Linked DNA regions of Gossypium hirsutum: region 1 is linked to region 2. A link is a contact called in public Hi-C data. All regions are on one chromosome and are shown on one strand. Each heading gives the region's core, a stretch centred on a gene start, on an enhancer-like site or on the middle of the called end of the contact. The rest is flanking DNA. Distances are from core to core; before and after follow the strand shown.

Evidence for each region. A called contact is a pair of places that touch in the nucleus more often than the background predicts.
Region 1: a contact with region 2 is called in a Hi-C map of leaf, with 1.7 times the contacts expected there. The contact joins the promoter of LOC107955231 here to the enhancer-like site in region 2. A contact is called at or near these places in 6 of 34 Hi-C or Micro-C datasets (hypocotyl, leaf, petal and 1 more).

Annotation. Positions count from the first base shown.
Region 1 is chrA07:45,246,100-45,251,106 of Gossypium_hirsutum_v2.1, forward strand. LOC107955231 (sm-like protein LSM5) reads right to left here and starts at 2,175. Exons shown (of 4, transcript XM_016890966.2): 1 at 1,775-2,175; 2 at 1,564-1,687; 3 at 694-766; 4 at 156-450. The coding sequence starts at 1,808. The coding sequence ends at 418. LOC107955230 (3-ketoacyl CoA thiolase 1, peroxisomal) reads left to right here. Exons shown (of 14, transcript XM_016890965.2): 14 at 1-92.
Region 2 is chrA07:45,208,827-45,214,018 of Gossypium_hirsutum_v2.1, forward strand. It overlaps the pseudogene LOC107955229. Among protein-coding and RNA genes, the nearest start is that of LOC121204217, 15 kb to the left of the region's middle. Within about 2 kb of position 2,670, at least 7 of the 9 cell types and tissues checked have an H3K27ac peak or open chromatin away from gene starts, as enhancers often do. A contact at or near this core is called in leaf, where this site is marked.

The DNA.
Region 1 (5,007 bases), core at 925-3,424, 37 kb after region 2:
TTTATGTATTCAATAAAACTTTGGCATATTCCAAAGCAAAAGTTAGATAATCATGTCGATTTCAAGATCCTTGGAATGGCTTTATTCTTCTATACTAAATGTTCATGTTTGCTTATTAGCCATAAATTATTCCTAAGAAAGCAGAAGCTAGTGAATTACCAAAGCATTCAACTTGATCATATAGTTAAAATTGAATTAAAGATACAGACGTTGAATCATAACTATAATTCGCATAATCAAATCATTAACCATTACAGTAATTGTGACCAATTCTGTCCTATAATGAAACCTGGGGAATCTTACAGTGATTAAGGTCTAAATGATACGACGTTTCCTTCTATGCCAGAGTTCTCTCTGAAACTGAGAATTTGATAACATTGAAAGGGAAGAACATAAAAACCAAAAGAGGTGGCAGCCTCATTCTGGATCAGGTGAGCCTCCTGGGACCAGCTACAATGTACAAAAAAGAATTATTATGAGAAATTTAGATAGTGGAATTCATTGCAATTCTTCATGTTGGGCGGCATTTGGTTTCTATTGTTCAAACTGATACATTTGCCCCTAGTTGGCGATCTACAGTTCTACGCTTCATGTGCTTAACCATATAATGCAATCCTCAATAAATATGCCAATCCTAAGTACAGTATGATCTTAAGAAGTGTATTAACTAGGTCACAAATCATTTAAACTTACAATGGCAATGTTATTTCCATTAAGCAAAATTTGATCAAGCTTCGTGATCCGTCTTCCCTCAGTAGTGATCTCGCTGTGATGCAACAGAAACGAAAAAGCAATTAAGACCAACACCAGTAATAAACATTCTCCAATTACTTACGTATACAAGCATGGGGAAAATCTGTTGCCAGGCCAATACAAGTCAATCAAAAGGGCACATCTTCTCATTATTTTCAAGCACATGAGTAAGAAAATCAAACACGTTATCACTCTCGAATTGAAAAAAAAAAAACATCACATAGTAAATTAAATGTGGAAAAAAGTACAATCAAGCAATGAATATCAAATTGGAAGCAATGTAGTTAGCTAAGTGAGCAGACATCGAGCCCAAAAACATTGGCTACATAGATTGCTGGTTCTTGATATGTTCCGAGGATGCCAATGATACAAATTTATCAGAGATCAAAAAGGTTTGCTGAAAAAACCAAACTCTAACAGAAGGCACCAATTTTGTGAAGAAAACTAGTTCTAAATCACACCCTATCAGAACAAACTTTTAAGCCATCTCACTTTCTCCGGTTACCATCTTGCTACTGAGAAAGAATTCAAACATTGAACCAAAAGATGAAAAGCAAATCTTAAATTCATCGGAATATTCAGGGCAAACAAAAGTCATGGGACAAAGAGGGGTACCATAAATTTGAAATTTGTTTAAATACATGCAACATGGCTAATATCCAGAAACCAAAACTCCAACTTGATCTCTTTCCCGTCACTTTCCTAACACGATTTTACATAAAACCCTAACACACACAAGGGAAATCAAAGCCTAGATATGAGGTCTAATCTATATGTAAACATTAAAAGAGAGAAAGGGAAGAGATTTACTATTCGGTGACATCTTCAAGGACCATGTTAACGTAGACATCGAAGCCTCTGAGAGTACCCACGAGCTCCTTGTCACCTTTCATTATCACCCAAATTTTGGACCCTATGCACCTATCTATCAACTCTGTAAACACAAATCAAGCAAACCCAAATCAGAATTTAATCCAACTTTCTCGAGAAATTTAAGGGAAAGTGAAAGAAAAACTGTCACCTGATGGAAGAAGCTGTGAGGGATTGTTTGCCATTGCTTTGAGAGTGTTGTTTACTCAAAAGTAAAGCTCCCAATTGTTTGATTCAAGTTTTCTGTAATCGTAATGAAACGAGTTACTAATACTATCCGTCTGTCAAACAGGCCCTGTCGACCCAATGAACTTCAAAATTTGCCCGACCCAGCACCTCCAGGCCAGCCAAGCACGGCCCTTTATCAACCGCTAATAACAACGTTGCACCGTCGAAAAATAATTGTTACTTTTTATGTCTATTTTTACGAAAAATAGTTTGATGATCGGAAATTTTTAAAATTGTCTCCGGAAAACATTGAATCAAACGTCAACTCTTCCTGTCAAAAGCTTTACTCAACTCTTTTGAGACCTCCTAAATCAACAGCTACTTGCTTTTTGGCCAAGGTTGCTTTAAGTAACTTAATTAAAATCATAACATTATATTATCTTTTAATAATTTGATTTTTAATCAATATTATGTGATATTATTATAGGACATTATATTTTAGCAATTTGATTCCTATGTAACTACTATTGTATATATATATATACTCTTAAGATCTATCAATAAAATTTAAGAGATTATCCTATTTTTGTCATGGCATATGAGTAAGGTTTTTTACACAATTTTTTTCTTTCATTATTCTAAAAGGCTAGCGGTGAGTCTTCTCCTCCTCCGCCACTACCAAGGGAGGCGGCACTTACTAGTTTTACCATTGAGCAATGGCAATCTCTTCTGGTAGTGTTCGATAATAAACAATCAACATCCACTCTGTTGAATGGTAAGTCTAAGAATAATTGGATAATTGATATGGAGTGTTCAAATCATGTTACGAGTGATCTTATGTGTTTGATGAATGTAAGAGATGTTGTACCATGTTCCGTAGGACTCCCTGATTGCCAAATAGTGGTGACTACCTAAAAAAAATGGTTAAATTGACAGACAAAATTCATTTCGTTCTTTACATTCCTAAACTAAACTGCAATTTAAGTATTTTTGGGAATGATTTTGCTGCTTTGAAAACTTTTAAGGAGTATCTCAGTTCTTGCTTCTATATAAAGGATCTTGGTGCTTTGAAATATTTTTTGGGATAGAGGTAGCTCGTAGCTCATAGCTGTAACACCCCACACCCGTAACCTACGCCGGGGCGGAATACGAGGTGTTACCTACCTTGAACACATGCATTCCTACTCTTCTGAATCATCAAGACCTGGTCAAATTTAAAACCTATTCTAAACTTCTTCAATAAGGCTTACGAGACTCCTAACACTCATTTAAAAACCAATCGGGACCAATTCAGGTCCTTCAACGAACTCTGAAAAATAACACTAGACACAAGGGCACACGTCCGTGTGGGAGGGGCAACACGCCCGTGTGGCCAATTCGACATGGTCGTGCTGTTGGCCCGTGTGACTCACACGGCCTAAACATATAGGGACACACCCGTGTCCTTTACCCGAGTGAAATTAATTTTAATTTCGAACCTACAGGGGTTTTCATACGGCGTAGCATACGCCCGTGTCCATGGCTCGTGTCCCTCACACGGCCATGAGATGCCCGTGTGCAAAAACCTAGACATTCTGTTTCTGACGTCAGCAATTCTTAAGGGTCACATGGCCAAGGCACACGCCCGTGTGCTAGGTCGTGTCCTTCACACGGCTGAGACACACGGTCGTGTCTCTGCCCGTGTGTTTACTACCATGCATACTAACTTGCAAATTTTTCGTGCAGGGGACACATAGCCGGATGTGTCACACTCTGCTTTGACACATGCTCGTATGTCTACCCATGTGGGCAAAAATAAGGCTATTTACCAAGCCTCTTTGCTAACCTTACTCACATAACCTACACAAATCAATCAACACTAATACAAGAATGATCCACATAACTAAAACAGCCACAATAGACAACATTTCCCATTGCAATATACTCATCCATGAAAATAACATCTTTTATGTATATATATAACAAAATGAATATTAGCCCTCATTCAATGCTTTATACAAAATAAAAGATTTTAGCCCAAGCCAACACATTTGGCCAATTCTCAATGACACAAAACATTAAAGCCTAAGCCCTATACATGCCATACTCAAAACAAGTAATCTGACAATACCGAATGCTTCGGCTAATAGTGTGATCGTTGGCTCTGAAGTACGTTGGTCATTGAGCTATTTAGGCGGCACTATAAGAAAATGAAAAGGAGAGAAAGTAAGCACAAAGCTTAGTACTTTGCATGCAATAAATATAACAACAATTCTACCATTCATCAACATGCTTATGGTACAAGAGAAGGCATAAGCACAACTTACTCATCACTATCCATTACAAATCATATAGCATATTTTGAGCTCACATCTCATACATACTAAATCGGTACTTGTACCACTCACAACAAAGTTATACTTCTCTCATTAACTTAAACCATAACTCTCACCGTTGAACCATTTGGAACACTACCAGATAATTAATAAGCCTCAAACATGGGGTAGAATGCCGATGCCATGTCCCAGACATGGTCTTACACTGGCTCATATTTCAAGTCGATGCCATGTCCCAAACATGGTCTTACACTAACACATCTCATAGCCGATGCATGTCCCAGACATGTCTTACACTAGCTCTCGTCTCAATGTCGATGCCATGTCCCAGACATGGTCTTACACTGGCTCACAATAACCTATACGTCCTGGCATGAATATCCAATTTATTTCCTATGGTTTAAACGAGAGATTCCACTATCTCAATTATCATCATGCATCCTCAATTCCACAATCAAGTAATTCATGCTATAGCAATCCAAAAACATATAATAACAATGTAGTTGTATTATTTACATACAACTTACCTCGTATTACAAAATATGACGATTAATCGGTCTAATCTACTTCTTGGCCTTCCCCCGGTCTAGGTTTGGATTTTGAATATCTTGATCTAAAATAATAAAATTCATTCGTTTTGTCAGCACCTTAATCTAGACAGGCAAAATGACTATTTTGCCCTTAAACTTTCACAAAATGACTATTTTACTCCTATGCTCGAAAATCAATTTTTATCGAATTTATTCATATTATAAGCCTAGCCGAACCCTTTTTACTCTTATAGCAATCCAAAATTTCCACTATTTCACACATTTATAACTTATTTTACAACTTATGCATAATGGTCCTTAGTTAGGGTTTTCATGAAAACTTATTCACAAAAGTTATTTATTACACATCT
Region 2 (5,192 bases), core at 1,420-3,919:
AATTTCTTGAATTTTCTTACTTGTATTTGATTAATTATTTAAAATAAATATTTTCTTTGTTTTCTTGTAGAATCTAGTGAATTTTGAGATAAGATGAGTGATCTCACCCAAAATCGGTATGCTATAATTGATAAAATCATTAAAAAAACATTTTTAGATTTGATTATTTAGTTTTGAAAAAAATTGTATTTCTCTGAAATTTCACTGCTAACTAAAAATCAGTAACTCAATCTAGATTTTATTTTCTCAAAAATACATGAAAACATGATGCTGACAAAGACAACTATGTGAACAGACGCGTAAATGATTCCTACGTAACGTCCAAAACTAGCCCCTTTAAATATCATAGAATGCAAAAGTTAATCACTTACCACATCCACACATTTTCGTCGGCAATGTCCGCGTTCATTAAACTATCCCTATTAAGCTTTTAATTAAAGCCCTTTGAATTTTTTTCAAAAATTTATTTTAATTTTTCATTTCATTTTAATTTTTTTAACCCTTGTTTAACAAATCACCCAAAATAGATAAAAAAATCAAAAAAAATTAAATAAAAGAATAAAATAATTTTTTTGTAAAATTTGAGGGCTTAATAAGTCATTGTGTCTTTAATTAAAGGATATCAATTCAATTGGAATATTATTAAAATGTTATTTTATATACAAATTAATTAATATTAATATGAGATTATTTTTATCTTTTCATATTTTTAATAAAATAATACTATAATGAAATTTAAATTTGGACATATGCATATCCAACTTATTCATTATAAATTTGGACATATGCATATCCAACTTTTAACTTTATCATTTTAACTAAAGCAATAATTGATTTTTATATCAATAACATTGTCAGTTACCTCTAGTTGGTGGATGGTCATTTCTCATCCTCTTCTTGCGTTATTTTTTTGCCCTCCTCTCATTTTAATAACTCCTTTTGGGGCTCGTCTAAGCTTTAATTGCTTGTCTCTATTTCGGTGTAGGATTTCTCAATGCAGATGTCCTCCGCTTTATGTGAGAGTTTTTGCTGCAGCTACAAATGATGGATGGGTGGCAGCACTAAAAACCCCAAATGCTTCTTTGTATATTGTTTTTCTCCAAAATCAAAATGTTTGTTGCTTCAATCTCTATTTGGTGGGTGATCCGAGTTGGGTGTTGCTAGTGGCTATTTTTTATCTTTTTGAGGTGGTTGTGTGGTGTCTCTTGACTGGCAATTGAGGATGTTTGGCTAGTCTTGTGCTCCATTGTTTTCTCACTGTCTTGTAAGCAAGGTCTTTAGTGGAAATAAAGGCTCGATAAACGAGATTAGACGCATTAATTTTTTCATTAGTGGTTGACACCAAAATAACTAGTGATGATTCCTTCTTTTTTTCCTTTTTTTTATGTGGTTTGACGGTTTATGCTTGAGATCATGGTGTAATTGGCTTTGGCTATATGTCATTGTTGCTATGTCTGTGATGATTGTTGTTATATGAAATGAAACTTCTTTTTATCAAGTATATATATGAAATTTTAATTTTGATTTAATTATAAACATTCAAAGAAATAAATATATTAATTTATTTTTATATTAAATAACAATAATTATTTATATATGTAATATATAAATATAAAATAATACTATATTGATAATTATATTAATAGTTTATAACAATAATATCAAATCAAAATTGTATATATAAAATTTCATAAAATTAAAATTAATGTATAAAAATACATTTTATACTAAAATTTATGTATAATTTAAGTTTGGTAAAATAATTTTGGATAAAAATTTTAAAATTTTATTGGCCAAAACTTTCAAATTCGAACAATTAAATTTAGTGGCAAATTGGCCATCTTGTAACAATTTTCTTTTTAAATGAAAGAACAGCTCAAAGTTGAGAAGGAAAAGCAAACACTCTGAACTCCAAATAACAAAACTAAACGCAAGAAAATCGTTACAACTTAAAAATTGAAAATTAATAATTCATATGATCTGTTTCATGATTTTTATTATTTGAATGATGGTTGTCGATGGATGCTGCTTAGGCTTAGTTTGGATGGATGGTGTGTTTACCTTCGGTGAGGTTAAAAACAGTGGTGACGGTGAAATTAGTTACTGTAACGGTGAGATTGGATACTATAGCGATGATATTAGAAACAATAATGTGGTGTGTGTTTGGATTTAAACGCAGCTGTAGCGGTGAAGTGAGAATATAAAACGACTATTAAGGACATTAGATTAGAAATGACAATATATTTATGTTATATTATTTAATATAAAACATAAATTAAAATTATATTTTTTATAAAATGATAATTAAAATATTAAAATCATATACAATAAAATTTAAATATTTTTAAATTATATTTAAATAAAATAATAAAATATAAATTAAATTGAATTTATACTAAATTTATAAATAAAAATTATATATTTATTAAAAATTGTATTATATTAAATAATGACATATTAAACTTATATTATGTGTATTAAATAAAATAAATAATAAAAAAAGAGTTGGACCCTTATTTTTTAACTTTCAAATCAGTCCACTGGACCTTTTAACTCCAACCAATATTTGAAGTTACAGTGAAATGAGAAATACTTACTATGTGCTTGCCAAACAATTGTGCTGCATTTCAGTTCAAATTTTTTTACTCTTTAAATCTCACCACACTTGAGTTTGCAATGTCAGCTCTTGCATGCCCGAAATTGTAACTTGCTACAGCCATAAGCCACGCTCCCTTCTCCACCATTTCCACTTTCCCTCTTTCTTTCTTCTTTCTTTTTTTTCTCATTTCGTTCTTTTCCCTCTCTATATCGTATCAAAAAAATCATAATCGCCAATAATTGTCAGCTCAGGAGCTCAAACCACTGATTTCACAAAGGAGGTTGGCTACCAGGTATCATCATTTTCTTTTAAGTTTCGCTTATATTTTAAATTCTGTTATCGATAAGCCGTTGTTCGAAAACGTCGCTGGTTATTTATTTATTGTTTTATGTTTGATTTTTTTAGGTTTGTCGTACAGCGACGGTCTTGAAATGTGATTTTGAGCTTTTTTTTCCTTTCCTTTTTTCTTTTTTCGAGTTAGAGATAGGTTTGCTTATATTCTTCCTTTGGATCAACGGTCTGGAATTTGTAGAAGAGGAAGGTATTTGTTATGATTAGATTTGTAACTAAATTTTGGCATTGGATTGAAACTGATATTTTGTGAATAATTTGTACGTAATTTTTGTGAAAAGGATCTGCGAATTTGCGGTTTTCTTTTTGTCACGTATACATATGTGTTGGATTTGATTGAGAAATTGGGTTGCAAGTAGAAGATAGATGTTGGTGATTTGTGAAAGTATTGCTGTCGATTTTGAAGTTTAGCGTTTGAGGTGCAGGGAATCCTAGACTTTAACCGTGAGGTTCTGAATGCTAGCTGATACGATGAATGACTTAATTATGCATTATTAATTGGTGGATTGAAGTGAAAAAGAGTGGTCCAAGGAGCTAACACATTGTTGTTATGTAAGTAAACAAACCTAGGAACTTGTTTGGAACATGATCAGGAAAACGTCTGGCCCATCTGATCAATTAGTACAACAAGAATATACATATGCTGTTCCTATGTGGGGAAGAATGTAAATAATAATAAGACTATATCTGTACAGACAGGTGAGGAATTCTCCATGGGGTTTGTTCAGGAGTGTGTTGGCACAAGAGCCATTGCTAGACCAGATGCAGCACTGACACATGAGAAGAGAGTTTGGTTCGATCAGAACCACCAAATGGGGTATCAGGATCTTGCCCGAATTCAGTTGAAAAGAATGGATTCCAAGTGTGCTTCTGACATTTCTGATTTTGCATCTCTGAATGGTTCTTCTAGAGGGAGTGAACACGGGTCTTGTGTTGAAAAGATAGGTAGATACCAGAAGGAAGATGGTGAAATTGGACAAGTGACAAGGAAGGCTTATGGTGAACTGAATTGTGATAGGAGCCATCCAAATGGTTTTGGACAACCTACTACAGCCATTTATGCATGTGACTCTTCTAGTTCCAACAACTTTAGTGGGCAGGGAGCTACTGATGGATCTCAATCTTGGAAAATGAAACTTCTGTGCAGCTTTAGTGGAAAAATATTGCCTAGGCCAAGTGATGGTAAACTCAGATATGTTGGGGGAGAGACGCACATTATTTCCATTCAGAATTGTCTTTCTTGGGAGCAGCTTCTGAGGAGAACTTCAAATTTTTTCAGCCAACCTCATTCAATCAAGTACCAACTTCCAGGTGAGGATCTTGATGCCCTTATTCTGATGAAGACCTTAAGAATATGATAGAGGAATACCATGGGCTTGAAAAGCTTGAAGGTTCTAAAAAGCTGAGGATATTTTTGATTCCCTATGATGACTCTGGAAATGCATCTTCCCTTGAGGCAACGACCATGCACCAGAGCAATCCTGGTTACCAGTATGTGGCTGCTGTCAATGGGACAGTAGATCCGAGTCCTAGGAAAATCTCTGGTGAGCTCTGTTTACCTAGTGAAGGATGTCAATTGGGACCCAATTTGGATCCTAACCCTAGTTTCCCCAAATGGTGTCCAACTTCAGTAATCTCTTTGGACACTATGGGTGGTTTTAATGCATTGCATCCATCTCAGGTTTTCCATGATATCCAAAATATAGCCAGATCCCCATCTACTCCTATTTCTCCACTACCTTTCCAGCATGAGGAATGCAATGTTTGTGCACAATCAATTTCTAATAACGCCAGCTCTGAATACAACTATTCCTTCAATACAGCACACTTGAATCCTGAGATCCGCAGCACTATTAATCCTAATTATAAAGATGCCCTACAGGTTCCACCTGCTTTGATGAATCATAGTCACCCTTGCATAAGGGTTGCTGCCAACCACACATGCCAAGCTTATGGAGATCAGCTACTAAGCCCTGATCCCAGCAAAGATTCCATATTTTTTGTAGTTTTCAACAAAAGCAATGGTGATTACAATGGAATTTCACATGAAAGGTTTATGCACAAAGAAAGATCATTCCTTTCTGAAAAGCCCATCTCAAATGCTGGCAATCCATTAAGCCTGTTGTCAGGATCTGTTGATTCCCTGGATTCTCACCCAGGCATATCACATGCATTTTCAGATTCAAAGCTGCAGGACTGTGGAGGGAGGTCCGCTTACTGTTCACAAGAAGGAATGAGCCCA